Linked DNA regions of Mus musculus: regions 2, 3 and 4 are each linked to region 1. A link is a contact called in public Hi-C, HiCAR-type and HiChIP or PLAC-seq data. All regions are on one chromosome and are shown on one strand. Each heading gives the region's core, a stretch centred on a gene start, on an enhancer-like site or on the middle of the called end of the contact. The rest is flanking DNA. Distances are from core to core; before and after follow the strand shown.

Region 1 (3,270 bases), core at 349-2,848:
TTCAGAAATTTTTTTTTGTTTGTTTCGTTTTTCAAGACAAGGTTTCTCTGTGTAGTTCTGGCTGTCCTAGAACTCACTCTGTAGAGCAGGATGGTGTCAGACTTAAGAGATCCGCCTGCCTCTGCCTCCCAAGTGCTGGGGCTAGAGGTGTGTACCTCTCTATGCCCTGCTCAGAAACTACAATTCTGATGGTGGATTCGCCGGCCCCCTCCCCGAGATAGGGGAGGTTGCCTATGTAAACACTATGTAAACGAGGTTGCCTCAAACTGGCAAAGATCCACCTGCCTCTGTCTCCTAAGTGCTTGGAATTAAAAGTCCTGCGCCACTGGGGTGAAAGATAAACTGAAGTTCTTTCCTGGAATGAAAATCAAAAAGGAATAGAAAGATAAAGAAACTCAAGTAGTGTGCCCAAATGGGGCGGGGGTGGGGGGGAGGGCGACAAACTCTCTAACGACTTTAAGAAAGGCTCTTGGGACAATCTCCCAGCGCTCGAGGACACGCCTACCGAGCATACCTGCGAAGGGCAGACCTGTTCCAATGCCAAGAAGACCTTAGGCCGGTCCAGGGAGGAAACAGTTACCAGAAAGGAAGTCCTTGGCAGAGGCTCCCTGGGGACTCAAGAAGAAAGCTGACTGAAACACTGCGTCCTGAGCTGACCAGGCGTGCAGCGAAAGAAAGACCTCGGGACCTACCTGCACCCGCCTAAAGCGTCCCCAACCCAGATTAGAAGAAAGGCAGAGAGGAGGTAGAGGGAAGCCGGAGGTTCCACACTATCTCCGAGAAGTTACAATGTCACCAGGAGCAGAGAAACAAAGGCCACCACAAGTAACAAGGAAAAAAAAGAGCCAGGCTGTGCGGGACGGGGACGTGACGCTAGGTGGGGAAGCGAGCACCAGTCTCGGCCCCGATGTCAACAGAGAGCAGAGCAGAGGCGGGCGGACGCGCCAACCAGGGCGAAGTCACCCGGTTACCGGGGCATAGCGCCAACAACGGCCGGGAGATGGGGCCACCTAGGCGGCGGGGCGGCGCGCGGGGCCCGGGCGCAGCGCGCGAGGCTCAGTCCTGAGAGACTTGGGCGGCCGAGCCAGGGCCACAGCGCCCGCGCGCCGAGCCCGTGACAGGAGCGCCGGGCGCGGGCCCGGGAGGCGCCGAGGCCCCGGAGCCGAACGCACGCGAGCACGGCCGCCGGGCCTCGGCCGCTCGCCCGCTCGCTCGCTCGCTTCCCGGGTCCCGCAGCCCCGGCGGGTGGAGGCGCGGAGGCGACGCGCGGACATCCCGCGGCCCGCCGGCCCCCGCCCAGCCCGGCGTGCGGCCCCGTGGCCGTTGGCGACGGTTGGCGGCGGGGCGGGGCGGGGGCGGCCGGAGATCTCGCTCTCGCTCTCGCTCTCGCCCCGCGGGAAGGGGGAGTGGAGGCGCGACCGGCTGCGGGAGCTGCAATTACCGTGTGGGCTGCGGAATTCTCGTGGTGTTTGTCGGGGAGCTGCGATAATGGCGTCCGTCCTCGCGAGAGAAGCAGCCGCTCTGCGCAGGCGCCGCGAGCGCCTCCCCACGGCCTGCGCCCCGCCCTCAGCGCAGGCTCCCTGGGCTCCCGGCTCAAGGGCGGGGCCGGTCGGGAAGGGGGCGGGGCCTGCTCTGGGCGCCTCTGGCGCGCGCTTTCGCCGACGGACTCCAACGAGCATGCGCAGTTGTCCTCCCCTGCTCCGAGAGTTGACTCGCTGGGCCCTTACTTCCCCATCTCACGTCCATGTTACTTGCTAAAGCAGTAAATCCTCCAGTGTTCAATCTGAGGAATGTACGTCCTCTTTGATGGGTGTGAACACACTAACGCTGCCCTGACGACTACAAATCCCAGTGTGCGCTGTGTGTGGCACGATGCGTCCTGGGACTGGTAGTCTCTGCGGCCATGATTTGCCTGCTGGGATTTGTAGTCCATCCGGATTCTGGCTGCCCCATGCCTTCCCTGCCCTGAGGGCTGCTGGGACTTGTAGTGTCAGCGGCTCAAATGGGCTGTACGCTCCCAAACCCGTCCTACCTACTCTACCTGGCATCGGTCTCAGACGTTCCGGGCTCGTTCAGTGGCATTGTCTGGAAAGTTGCCTGACTTCCTTATGGACAAGCTGGTCGTGGGGACACTGTCACTGTGATAGAGATTATATGTGACATGCTTACGTATCATGCAATAGGAGCTATGCAGCATCGATGTGCATTTGTTGCCAGAAATGCCACTAATGGTTCTCTGCACCTGGTCTGTCGTCAGTGTTCCTTTCCAGGCTGTCCCCTTCTGCATGTTCGCAGTGAGCAATCCTACAAACCGGGATTACAGGAGTTATTTTCACTTAGAAAACTAAACAAAACAAAAACCTGTTTCCTGCCCGTTCCCCTGTGCCGATAATAAAGCCATGACTCAGTGCAGCTACCAGCTGGGCAACCTTGGGACAGCCCTTCTAAACCACTGTGCTCTGTCTGGGGTTTGATCCTGTGCCACTTTACCTCAGGATTGTCTTGAAGATTTCAACCTAGAACTGTGCTGTTAAAATGAGACCTGCTGGGCAGTGGTGGCGCACACCTTTAATCCCAGCACTTGGAAGGTAAAGGCAGCCAGATTTCTGAGTTCGAGCCAGCCCAATCTACAGAGTGAGTTCCAGGACAGCCAGAGTTATACAGAGAAGCCCTGTCTCATTTGGGGAAAAAAAAAAAAAAAAAAAAAAAAGCACTGACTGCTCTTCCAGAGGTCCTGAGTTCAAACCCCAGGAACTACATGATGGCTCACAACCATCTGTAATGGGAACCCAATGCCCTCTTCTGGTGTGTCTGAAGACAGTGACAGTGTACCCACATACATGAAATAAATAAATAAATCTTTAAAATAAAAAGAAAGAAAGCTAAGCCCAGAGGAACTACGAGGAACTTGGCCAGAAACTCTTAGAGAGTTGTACTATCTCCTCCCACCGCCCCTCAATTGGGCCCAGATTTTAAAACTGTAGTTGTGAGAGTTCTGAACATGAATGCCTGACCGCACGGAAAAACAGAGTAATGGTGACGTCATCCCCAGCATGTCACCCTAACATCCCCCTTAACCTCCCTTTCACCCCTGGCGTTGCCGTCTCCTCCATCCCAGGACTTCAAATGTATTTAGTGCAACCATCAAGCAGATGAGTGGATGGTGGGGAAAGGGTGGGTTGGCACCAGTAGGCAGCAATGAAGGGCTGAATGAGAGTCCGAGTGCTAATACAGTTTAGATCTCAACCAGAGAGTACACTAATCAGAGCC
Region 2 (3,295 bases), core at 537-3,036, 1.1 Mb before region 1:
TTCCCACACAATATACACACAGTACACTCCAGCAGACAGCTTTTCTTTATGTAGGCGCTCATGTATTTTACAGGTTTCACATCCTCTTCGTCCCATGTTGATGAAATTGACACCATCTGTTGTTCCTGTTTACCCAGGAAAATAACCAAAAGTTGAAGTGTCCATGGTTACAAGGACAGCTACTCATCACAAAGCTGGAATTTTGAACAGGGGCAGGGCAGTTTTTATCATACCATGTCCTCTAAACTCTGTATTTGCTTCAAATAGGGAAGAAAGGTCACCTCTAAGGTCCCATCACTCCGGGATGTGCAATCCCATGATTTCATAATCTGTGCTCTGTAAAGACTTTGTTTATACAGACAAACAAAACAAAACACCCAAACCCTCTACAGAACTATTTCCAGGAAGGCCAGGGCTCCACAGAGAAAACTTGTCTCAAACAAACAAACAAAACCCCAAAAGTCAAAAACAAAACAAAACAAAGAAGTATAAATATTGATTTTAGTCACTTAGCTTTTCTGGTTCACAAATACACAGATGCTCTTTAAATAGGACAAGGCTGGAAGTTTGACTACTTAAAACTTTTTTTTTGTAGATTTTTTTCTGTGCAGAAGCGTATTTTTTTTCTGTGTATATGTATGTGTACTAGTGCATGTTTGGGGAGCCCCTAGACAATGTTAGATCTTCTAGAACAGGAGTTACAGATGCCGGGAATCGAACCCAGATCCTCTGGAAGAGCAGCCAGTGAGTGCTTTTGACCGACAGGTCATCTCCCCAGGTCCCATTTACTTTAAAAGATTTATATGTAGTCTATATGTGTGAGTACTCTACTCGGGTGTGAGTTCCTGAAAAGTCAGAAGATGTCAAGTCCTCTGAAGGTGGCTGTGAAGCTGTCTGAGGTGGGTGCCGAGAAGGGCAGCACGTGCTCTTAGCCGCCGAGCCATCTCTCCAGCCCTGGTTACTTGTTATTTTATATTTTATTATATTATGAAATTGGCTTTCACTGTGTAGCCCTAGCTGGCCCGGAACTCAGAGATCCAGCCTGCCTCTGCCTAAGTACCGGGATAAAAAGCCTATACCAACATATCAGACTCGTCACAATTACTTTATGCATTTTTCTGAGACAAAGGTTTCATGGAACTCAAATCTTGAACTCGAAATGTTCACAACAATGTACTCTGAGCTCCGGATACGCCTGTCTCGGTCACTACAGCGCTGGGATTCGAATTTTTAGCTCGTTTGCAAACCAAATCACTACTAACGCAAACCATCATTAAACTTTTTCCGCGTTCTGTAAATTCAAACAATCAGGCACATGACGATGCGACTTTGCTGCCTAGCTCTGAGGTTCGTCAACCTTTTTTTTTGTTGTTGTTGTTGTTTCATGAACCATCGCGGTGAAGTTCTGGAGCCGGGGAAGGGAGGCGGCTGAAGCGCGCGCGGTGTCTAAGGAAACCTCCGGGCAGAGTCTGGAGCTCACCACATCCCGGTTGCTAACGTGGCTCACGGGACTCGGAGCGAAGCGCAGTCCAGGAACACCTCCAGGAAAGAGCCGGATCGCGGGTGGGGGCCGAGGCCGCCTTTCTCCTTCGCGGCCATCATCCCGGCTGCCTTTGCTCCTGCAAGAGCCTCCTGCCGGCTAGAGACACACATTCTCGAAGCTCACACAGGCTCACAGGCGACACACGACCTCGCGTCCGCAGCGCAAGGCCAGCCGGTACAAGCCGGCTCCCACCTTCTGGCTCCTTCGACAACAACCTTGTTTCCAGACCGCGGCCTCATCACTTCCGGCACCGAGTAGGGCCAATCGTCGTGTCCCGTGGCAGGGAGGTCAGCCAATCCAGCGGCTTTCTCCGCCTGGGTCTCCTACGCACGGATGCCAATCATTCCCGGACGTCTCCCTAGCGCCGCCCCGTGCCTGTTACGGAAGCCGTCGGGCCGTCTGAGCCCTTTCACCCCGGCATCGCATTTCCTCTCCGACGTGACGTAAGCGGCCCCTGCCGCTCTGCGGGGCGGGCCAATGGCGGTGGCGGATACGGCGAGCCAATGGGCGGGAGGCTCTCATGCGGCCGGCGCCCGCCGCAGCCACCGCTGGGTCCTGGAGCCAGAGGCCGCCCGCGACAGAGCGCGATGGACCGAGGGCCCCAGCCGGGGAGGCGCCGCGGCGGAGTCCGCGGCCAGACGCCCCCGCAGTAGCGTCCGCGCGAGCGCCGCGGCCCCGCGTGAGCTCCTGCACGCCGAGGGCGGGCTTGCATCCCGCCGGCCCCGCACTCGCCGCAGCCTCCAGCCCGCGCGCCGACGCCGCCTTCCCGCCCGGGCCGCGCGGCCCGGGAAACGCGGCCGCGGGCTGCATGGGCAGCGCCCGCGCCCCGCCGCCGTTCCGCCGCGGAGCCGCGTCGCCCTCGGAGCCGGGTGAGAGGCGCCGGGGACCTGGGGGGTGGTGGTCGGGGAGGGCGTCGGGCGTTCCTGCGGCCTTGCGGCCTGCAGGCCTCCTCCGCTGCCCGCCGCCGCGGGTGCCCCGGGGCGGGCCGTGCGCCGCGAGAGGCCGGTCGGTGGGCCGCGGGGGTCCTGCGAGCGACCATGAGGGGCCGAGGGCGGGCTCCGAGGCCGGCCTCGGGGCGTCCCGGGGGTCGGGCGGCCGAGAGAGGCTAAGGAAGGGCTCCGGGGTGGGCTGTGGCGGCCGTGAGGACCGAGGGCGGGCCTTGAGCGAGGGTCGATGGTGCGTTAGTGGGTCCCGGGACGCTGTGAGGACGACGGCGGGCTCCCGGGAGTCCCTGGGGTCCTCAGTGGCGCGGGGCGCCGACCTCTGACCCTCGGGAGGGGCTCCGTCGCCGGGCTGGTGGTAGTTGTTATTCCCAGCGTCCCTATTATTATCGTGTTTTGAAATGGGAGCAGGCGGCCCTCGGGCTGCGAGCCGAGCCGGAGGGGGCGGGCGAGCCGGGGACCTGGAGCTGCGGGGTGCGGAGGCGCGCAGGCCCGAGTGGGGGCAGGAATGCGGGGCGGCGGGGGGCGTCTGGGGGAGGGGAAGGCGGGACTCGGGGGGGAGAGTGGGAGGAAAGCGGTGTAGGCGACGGCTGCAGGAGCAGCCTTTGGCCTCAAGGAACAATGTGAGACGTTGCCTGAAATGTTAATTTCCGTTCCTCATTTCATCATCCCCTGGCAAGGCGGTAGCTGCGAGAGTGTGTGTGCGTGTGTGTGTGTGTGTGTGTGCGTGTGTGTGTGTGCGCGCGCGCGCCCGTGTGTGTGTGTACGTGTGTGCAGGGTTGGCCCTGCCACATGGATCTAGCCCCTTCAC
Region 3 (3,344 bases), core at 6-2,505, 1.1 Mb before region 1:
AGCAGGGGGCCAGCAGGGTTTCACTAGCTAGTTCTGCCTGACCTCCAACTGGCAGCCCCTGTTTTAGTGCTGAGATTACAGGCATGTAAGACCTGGTTTGTTTGGTTTTGTCCTCTTCCACTATGCTCTTATAGGACTACAGTAAAACCTGTGTCCCTCAGTAATGGACCATGCAATGCATACACACCTGAAAGCGGCCACAGTCTGACTGCATTTGGAACTATATGCTGTTTCAGTAACAATCCGCTAATACCTTCAAAGCTAGGGGTCAGTATTCGCAATAGCAAACTCTGTAAAAAGAGAAAAAGACCGAGGTAACACTAAGACCATATACCACAACAACACAGGCCTAATCAAAGTCCTTGCCTAGCATGCAGAAAGCTATGGATTTGATCCCCAGTACCTCCTTAAAACTGGGTACAGTGGCGCATGCATGTAATCCCAGCACTTGGGAGGGGATGCAGGAGCATCAAAAGTTCAAAGTCATCTTCAACTGTGTATTGAGAATCTCTCCCTCCTCGGTTTCCATCCTAGAACTGCCTCCCAAGAAGGGGAGGGGCCAAGGGAAAGTGTCAATCAACTCCATCAATGAATTTCACTGGACTCAGCCACAAAACAAAACAAAAAAACCGAAGAAACAAAAGTCAATTAACTTTCACCCACAGCCCAGTTTGAGTCTCCAATTCACAATCTTCCTGGCCTCGTCCTACCAGCAAATACTGAAATTGCAAGTGTGCACCACCTATGTGGGCAAAAGGATCGGGAGTCCAAGGGCTGCTCCGAGTACACATGAACGCCTGCCTCCAGACCAGAAAGAAGAGGACGGAAAGGCACGGGTGACCAGGACTCAGTTTGAAGCCGCCAGGGACAGTGATACAGGGCGTCTCTCTCACACACGCCAGGGAGAGACGAACCACCCGAGGCAGATGCTGCCTCCCGTCCCGGGGAGCCCACAGCAGCCATCCTCCTGCGGAAGAGCGAGGTGCAGGCGCACTTCCGGTCGGCGCGGACCGACCCGCCACACCCGCCGCCGCCGGGCTCCGAGCGGGTTACCTGAGGCGCGTGGCCTCCAGCCGCAGCCGGGCCAACCGGAGTCCCGCGGGCCGCGTACGGCCGCCTGGCCCCAGCCCCGGACGAGAGGCCTGGGCCCCTGCCTGAGAGCAGGCCCCACAGCCGTCGGGGCCGGGGCTCCGGGCCGGGGCGGAGCCCGCGAAGCAGCAGCAAGGCGGCCGCCATGGTGCCGAAAGCGGCGCCTGCGCAGTGCGGCTCCGGCCGCCCTAACGGTCAGGTTTTTGAGGGCGGCCTCCCTTTGCGCTTGCGCGGGGTTGAAGGTCGCGCGCTCCTGGCGACGCCTGCGCGGTCCGAACCGTCTGGTATCCGCAAGGTTAGCTGCGAAACCTCGAGAGTCAGCAGGGTGCGCAGCGCGAAAGCTAGCAGCCCGCAGCCTGCGGGTTCACGTAGAGACAGGCTACGGTTACCCGGTATTTTTCTCTCTTGTGTTTTATTAACAGTCCAAGTTGCGGTTTCCAGTACTTGGCAAGTGGATACACGATTCGCTTTTCACGTTATCTCTTTCTTTGGGGTGCGATTTGGTGGTTCCTGTTGGCCACTTCCGTCCTTCCTGTACGTATTTATTTTGTTGTTTCTCTGTGTGGTGCTAGCTGTCCTCTCGCTGTAGACCAGACTGACCTCGAACTCGGAGATCCACCTGCCTCTTGGTTTTGGTTATTTGTTTTTTTAAATACAGTATCGCTGTGCAACAGTCTGGCTTCAAACTCAAGCTCCGTCTCCTGTGTGCCGGCCTGACAAGAATGAACCAGTTTTTCTGAACATCAGAGATCCGGGGGATGCCCCTGGCTGGCTACAGAATCAACTTAGAGCCAGTGGTGTGTGAGACCACAGGGCAGCAGCTACATACAGAGTAGGAAAACGGTGCCCTCAATCTTAGAGAGGGAGGGAGGGGGGCTCCTAAAGTCGGAACTGGAGGGGCTGGAGAGATGGCTCAGCTGTTAAGAGCACTGGCTGCTCTTCCAGAGGATCCAGGTTCAATTCCCAGCACCCACATGGCAGCTCATGACCATCTGTAACTCCAGTTCCAGGGGATTCGACAACCTCCCACAGACATACATGCAAGCAAAACACCAGTGCACATTAAATAAAACATTTAAAGTGGTGATTGGACCCGTGTCCTCTGGAAGAGCAGACAGTGCTCTTAACCACTGAGCCATCTTTCCAGACCCCTCCCCCCCTTATAGCCATTAGTGGTCTACTACCCATTTCTCCAACTCCCTTAGCATCAGGCAACCACTAGCATTCTTTGTTCCTGTGGACTGTGTTTATGACCAAATTAAGAGCCCCCTTAATTATACTCACTGCCCCTGAGGAGCACCCGTCATCCCGAGCTTCATACCATTTGGCTTTGACAGTTCATTTGTGCAGAGACAGAAGGGAGAGCTTGCTGTCCCACCCATGGACAGCTGCAATCCCAGGCCTGGGCAGGGCCACTGAAGCTCTGAGTCCTGCTAGTCCATGCCAGGCTGGTGCCTGGTAGTCTAACTGCAGAAAGCCCCCAAAGCAGTCTCGGTGCCTTTCCTTCCACTCCATGTCTTTCTGTACTCTCCAAGTCCCTTAACACTAAATAATTCAAACAATAAGCCTTCTCGGTGCTGACTGGTGCCTGGCTTCATGTCAAGCAAACTCTCTGAAGTAAATAAATAAATAAAAATTATCTTACTATGTAGTCCTAGCCAGTCTCAAACTCACAAGAGATCTCCCTGCCCCTGCCCCCTCAGGGCTGGATCAAAGGCATGCACACACCGTGCCACGCAGAAGTGAAAGTTTAAATCATTTAATTGTATGGGCTGAGTGTTTTACCTGCTTATATGTAAGTGTATATGTGCCAGCCTGGTGCCCTCAGAGGTCTGAACGTGACATTGAATGCCCTGGAACTGGAATTTTAGGTGATTGTGAACCCCCGGGTGGTGCTGGGGATCAATCTGGGTCCTCCAAAAAAGCAACACGCGTCCATCTCTCCCGCTCCGTAAATATTTTAGTTCATTTCTATACGTGTGGATGTTTTGCCTGCATGCAAGGCACCTAGTGTGTGCCTGGTGCTTAGGGAGGCTAGAAGAGGGCATCAGATCCCCTGGCACTGGAGTTACAGATGGTTGCGAGATGCCATGTGGGTGCTGGGAATTAAACCCAAGTCCTCTGGAAGAGCAGCTGGTGCTCTAAACCACTGAGCCATGTCTCTAGCATTTGAAGTAAAGAGTGTATTTTACAGATTTAGAAAAAAATAGAGCCAGGAGTAACAGTTGTGCACCAAGCACTCTGGAGGTGGATAG
Region 4 (3,338 bases), core at 404-2,903, 1.3 Mb before region 1:
ATTATTTATAATTATTTTGTTTGCATGCATGTGCATCAAAAACACCAGATGCAGGGGCCAGAAGTGGATGTTGGGAACTGGAGTTAAAGACAAAAAAATGAGCTGCCACGCAGGTGCTCATACCCACTGGGCAGTCCACCACCCCACCCGTTTTAAATTGTACTTAAATACGTGTGTTTGACCTCCTTTGGTCCATGATCTGCCAAGACAGGCCCCGCCTAGCCGGTATTTGGCTATTCTGTGGGTTGGCTTGAGGAGCCAAAGTCCAGCCTGGTTCAGACCGGTTCCGCTAGGCACATCTTGGCGACCAGTGATCATACACCCACTGTGTACTCCCACTCAGACTAGCTGAAAGACTAACTAGTGAATCTGAGAGAACTTCAAAAGGTGAGCTGCAGGGGAGGGCCACGCCCAGCTTCGCCCAGGCCACGCCTACACCTCCACCCTCCTACTTAGCCGAAAGGGCGGCACCCGACTCCAGCCTCGCCCACCAACGTCACGACCAAGGCCAAGGGGCGGGCTTGACTTTCTGCGGAAGAGCGAGGAGAGACCCAGGCCCAAGCGGAGCTCTCTGGAATAGCTGGCGACTAGCAGGTAGCACCGCCGCCCACGGGGACCGTCAGTGGGAGAGGGGCTCTGGCTGCAAGAGGTTCAGCTAGTGGGAGCGGAGCTGTTGATACGAGGACGCTCAGCAAGCGGGGCTGAAGGTGTCCTGGGGAGGGGAGGCTACAAATACTGTGGTCACTGAGCTGTCAGCGTCCACGTCTCAGGGACCATAGATTCCGAGAGTTGGCTAAGCTGCCAAGGTCCCTATTTCCAGGTTGGAGGGAGCCCTGGGCTTGCTGGGTGCGGGGTTGAGAGTCGCACACACAGCTGAGATGACATGGTCTCTAGTTTGACACCTCATCCCGGACCTGATCAGGATGGGCAGCAGCTCACTGTCCGAGGACTATCGCCAGTGCCTGGAGCGCGAGCTGCGGCGCGGCCGCGCGGGCGTTTGCGGCGACCCCTCGCTGCGCGCGGTGCTCTGGCAGATTCTGGTGGAAGACTTTGACCTGCACGGGGCGCTACAGGACGATGCGCTAGCCCTGTTCACTGATGGCCTGTGGGGGCGGGCTGACCTGGCACCGGCCCTCCAAGATCTGGCCCGCGCCTTTGAGCTCCTAGAGCTGGCCGCTGTGCACCTGTACCTGCTGCCCTGGAGAAAGGAGTTCACCACTATCAAGGTATGGCATCAGTGGTGCTCCTTCACTCCCGTCCTTGTCCAGGCTGTTTGAGGGCTGCAGATCCTCTTCAGGGGAGGGTTCTGCGTTGAGGGCTCGTGGGCGTGTTGGGATGCATGCCTACCAGTCATTCACCTAGAACTTATATGGCTGTCCTCAAAGTAGTCTCACTGCCCTAGTTGCCATGGAAATTCTAGGGTAGACGTGGGTGGGTGAGGGAGGTACTTGATGTCCTATGGTCATCCTAACTCCTCTAAGATGTGGACTGGTCCCCATCTGTAAAAGGAGGCTGCTAAGACTGGGAAGAGAACAGCAGATCAGAACAGCAGGGATCTTATTCCTGCCTGGGTCCAGGTTAGGCGGCCAGGTCCAGGGCTGGCCTAGTCCTTAGGTCAGATGGCAGACCACTTAGAGGGGGTAGGGCCGCTCTGAGCTAATTTTGAGTGGGAAGGCAATGACGTCAGAATGCACGTGGGCGAGGTAAACCTCCACCGGTTGTCATGGTAACGTCTCCCCCTCCACACCCCACCAGCCTGCTGCTCCACGGGAATACCTGAGATCTCAGGACTTTCATTCAGTTCTGTCAAGCTAGAAGCCCACCCATCCGCCCCAGAGGACAGAGGCAGCCAGGCGTGGCCTTCACACTGAATAGTTCAGAAATAGTGTTGGGGTGGAGCTGGCAAGGATAGAGCCTCCTAGCTGTGTGGTTTTAGGGAAAAGCCCCTTTTCTCTTAAGTCGAGGTGCAACGCCCTAAGGAGGGTGTTCTGGCCAGTGCTCCTTGTGTGTAGACATCCTCTCCCTAAGGGTGCTATGCACAGAAGTGCTCCAAGGAAGCCTAGAGCTGTTGTAGACGGTCACACTTAGAAAGACCCAAGCTTAAACCCTGGAGCTTTGATTCCATTGGTAGCTTGGATCTAGAAAGCACATTGGACTTTCTGGAATACTACAGTCGTGGGAGGCTACCTGCCAGCGAGGTACAGTGGAATATTCCTGTAGGCTGAGGCAGGAGGATGGTGAGTTTGGGGTCAAGCTGGGCTATACAACAAGGACCTTGTCTCGACCACAATGCTTGCTTAGCATACACAAGGGTTTAGGTTCTCCCTTGGAGGAAAACAATGTCTGACATCCAAGCTCACTCCAGACAGATAGAAACTGTATCAGGGGGTGGACAGGAGCTTCAGAAGTGCACCGAGGTCAAGGCAGGCTCAACCCACATAGGCTACATCTAGGAACCTTTATGGAAGTGCATGTCTGACCAGGACCCTTCCTTACAGACCTTCTCAGGGGGCTATGTGCATGTGCTGAAGGGTGTACTCTCTGAGGAGCTCCTGACTCGAAGCTTCCAGAAGATGGGCTACGTGCGCAGGGACAACCACCGCCTAATGGTGACCACCCCACCCCCTGCCTGCCAGCTGGTGCAGGTGGCCCTAGGTTGCTTTGCTCTTCGGTTGGAGTGTGAGATCCTAAGTGAGGTCCTGACTCAGCTGGGTACAAGCGTACTACCAGCCGAGGAGCTGCTCCGAGCTCGACGGGCTAGTGGGGATGTAGCCTCCTGTGTGGCCTGGCTGCAGCAACGCCTGGCCCAAGATGAGGAGCCACCACCTCTGCCCCCTCGGGGCACACCTGCCACTTATGGGGCCCCAGTGGACCTGTATCAGGACCTGCAGGAAGATGAGAGCTCAGAGGCCAGTCTGTATGGTGAGCCTTCCCCAGGGCTGGACTCGCCTCCTGTGGAGCTGGCTTACAGGCCACCACTCTGGGAGCAGAGTGCCAAACTATGGGGTTCTGGAGGTCAGCCCTGGGAACCGCCAGCTGATGATATGCATCGGGCCAGCAGCCCACCATATGGGGCTCTGGAAGAGGAGCTGGAGCCAGAACCCTCTGCTTTCTCCTTCCTTTCTCTGCGCCGTGAGCTGAGTCGCTCAGGAGACTTAGCTCCCCCTGAGTCCCCTTCAAGCCCCGGGCAAGCCAGCCCCCGACACAGGCAGGCAGAAGCAGCTGCATCCTCGGCCTATGGGCCTGCTGTTGAGCCTCTGAGCTACCAGGCACACAGCTGCTTGAGCCCTGGCAACCTACCCACCCTCTGCTGTGACACCTGCCGCCAGCTCCATGCT

What was found. Hi-C and Micro-C count contacts between places; a contact is called where the count stands out from the background. HiCAR-type assays count read pairs that join an accessible place to other places. HiChIP or PLAC-seq counts read pairs in DNA pulled down with a chosen protein or histone mark.
Region 2: a contact with region 1 is called in a Hi-C map of embryonic stem cells, with 7 times the contacts expected there. The contact joins the promoter of 2810013P06Rik here to the promoter of Banp in region 1. A contact is called at or near these places in 1 of 39 promoter capture datasets (embryonic stem cells) and 2 of 484 Hi-C or Micro-C datasets (both in embryonic stem cells).
Region 3: a contact with region 1 is called in a FOXA1 HiChIP or PLAC-seq map of pancreatic cancer cells. The contact joins the promoter of Spg7 here to the promoter of Banp in region 1. A contact is called at or near these places in 1 of 39 promoter capture datasets (embryonic stem cells) and 1 of 115 datasets of contacts at active chromatin or transcription factors (pancreatic cancer cells).
Region 4: a contact with region 1 is called in a HiCAR-type map of astrocytes, with 2.3 times the contacts expected there. The contact joins the promoter of 4933417D19Rik here to the promoter of Banp in region 1. A contact is called at or near these places in 5 of 39 promoter capture datasets (the C10 cell line, erythroid cells, fetal liver and 2 more), 1 of 115 datasets of contacts at active chromatin or transcription factors (astrocytes) and 1 of 9 other capture datasets (adipose tissue).

What each region holds. Positions count from the first base shown.
Region 1 is chr8:121,948,820-121,952,089 of GRCm38.p6, reverse strand. It overlaps Banp (BTG3 associated nuclear protein), which reads right to left and starts at 1,598. Exons shown (of 14, transcript NM_016812.4): 1 at 1,442-1,598. Gm27011 (predicted gene, 27011) reads left to right here and starts at 1,445. Exons shown (of 1, transcript NR_169031.1): 1 at 1,445-2,412.
Region 2 is chr8:123,041,066-123,044,360 of GRCm38.p6, reverse strand. 2810013P06Rik (RIKEN cDNA 2810013P06 gene) reads right to left here and starts at 1,786. Exons shown (of 1, transcript NR_045268.1): 1 at 1-1,786. It overlaps Ankrd11 (ankyrin repeat domain 11), which reads left to right and starts at 2,077. Exons shown (of 13, transcript NM_001081379.2): 1 at 2,077-2,412.
Region 3 is chr8:123,063,419-123,066,762 of GRCm38.p6, reverse strand. Spg7 (SPG7, paraplegin matrix AAA peptidase subunit) reads right to left here and starts at 1,255. Exons shown (of 17, transcript NM_153176.5): 1 at 1,054-1,255; 2 at 188-290. The coding sequence starts at 1,236.
Region 4 is chr8:123,233,406-123,236,743 of GRCm38.p6, reverse strand. 4933417D19Rik (RIKEN cDNA 4933417D19 gene) reads right to left here and starts at 1,653. Exons shown (of 3, transcript NR_045849.1): 1 at 1,191-1,653. Spata2l (spermatogenesis associated 2-like) reads left to right here and starts at 486. Exons shown (of 3, transcript NM_030176.3): 1 at 486-594; 2 at 895-1,226; 3 at 2,499-3,338. The coding sequence starts at 924.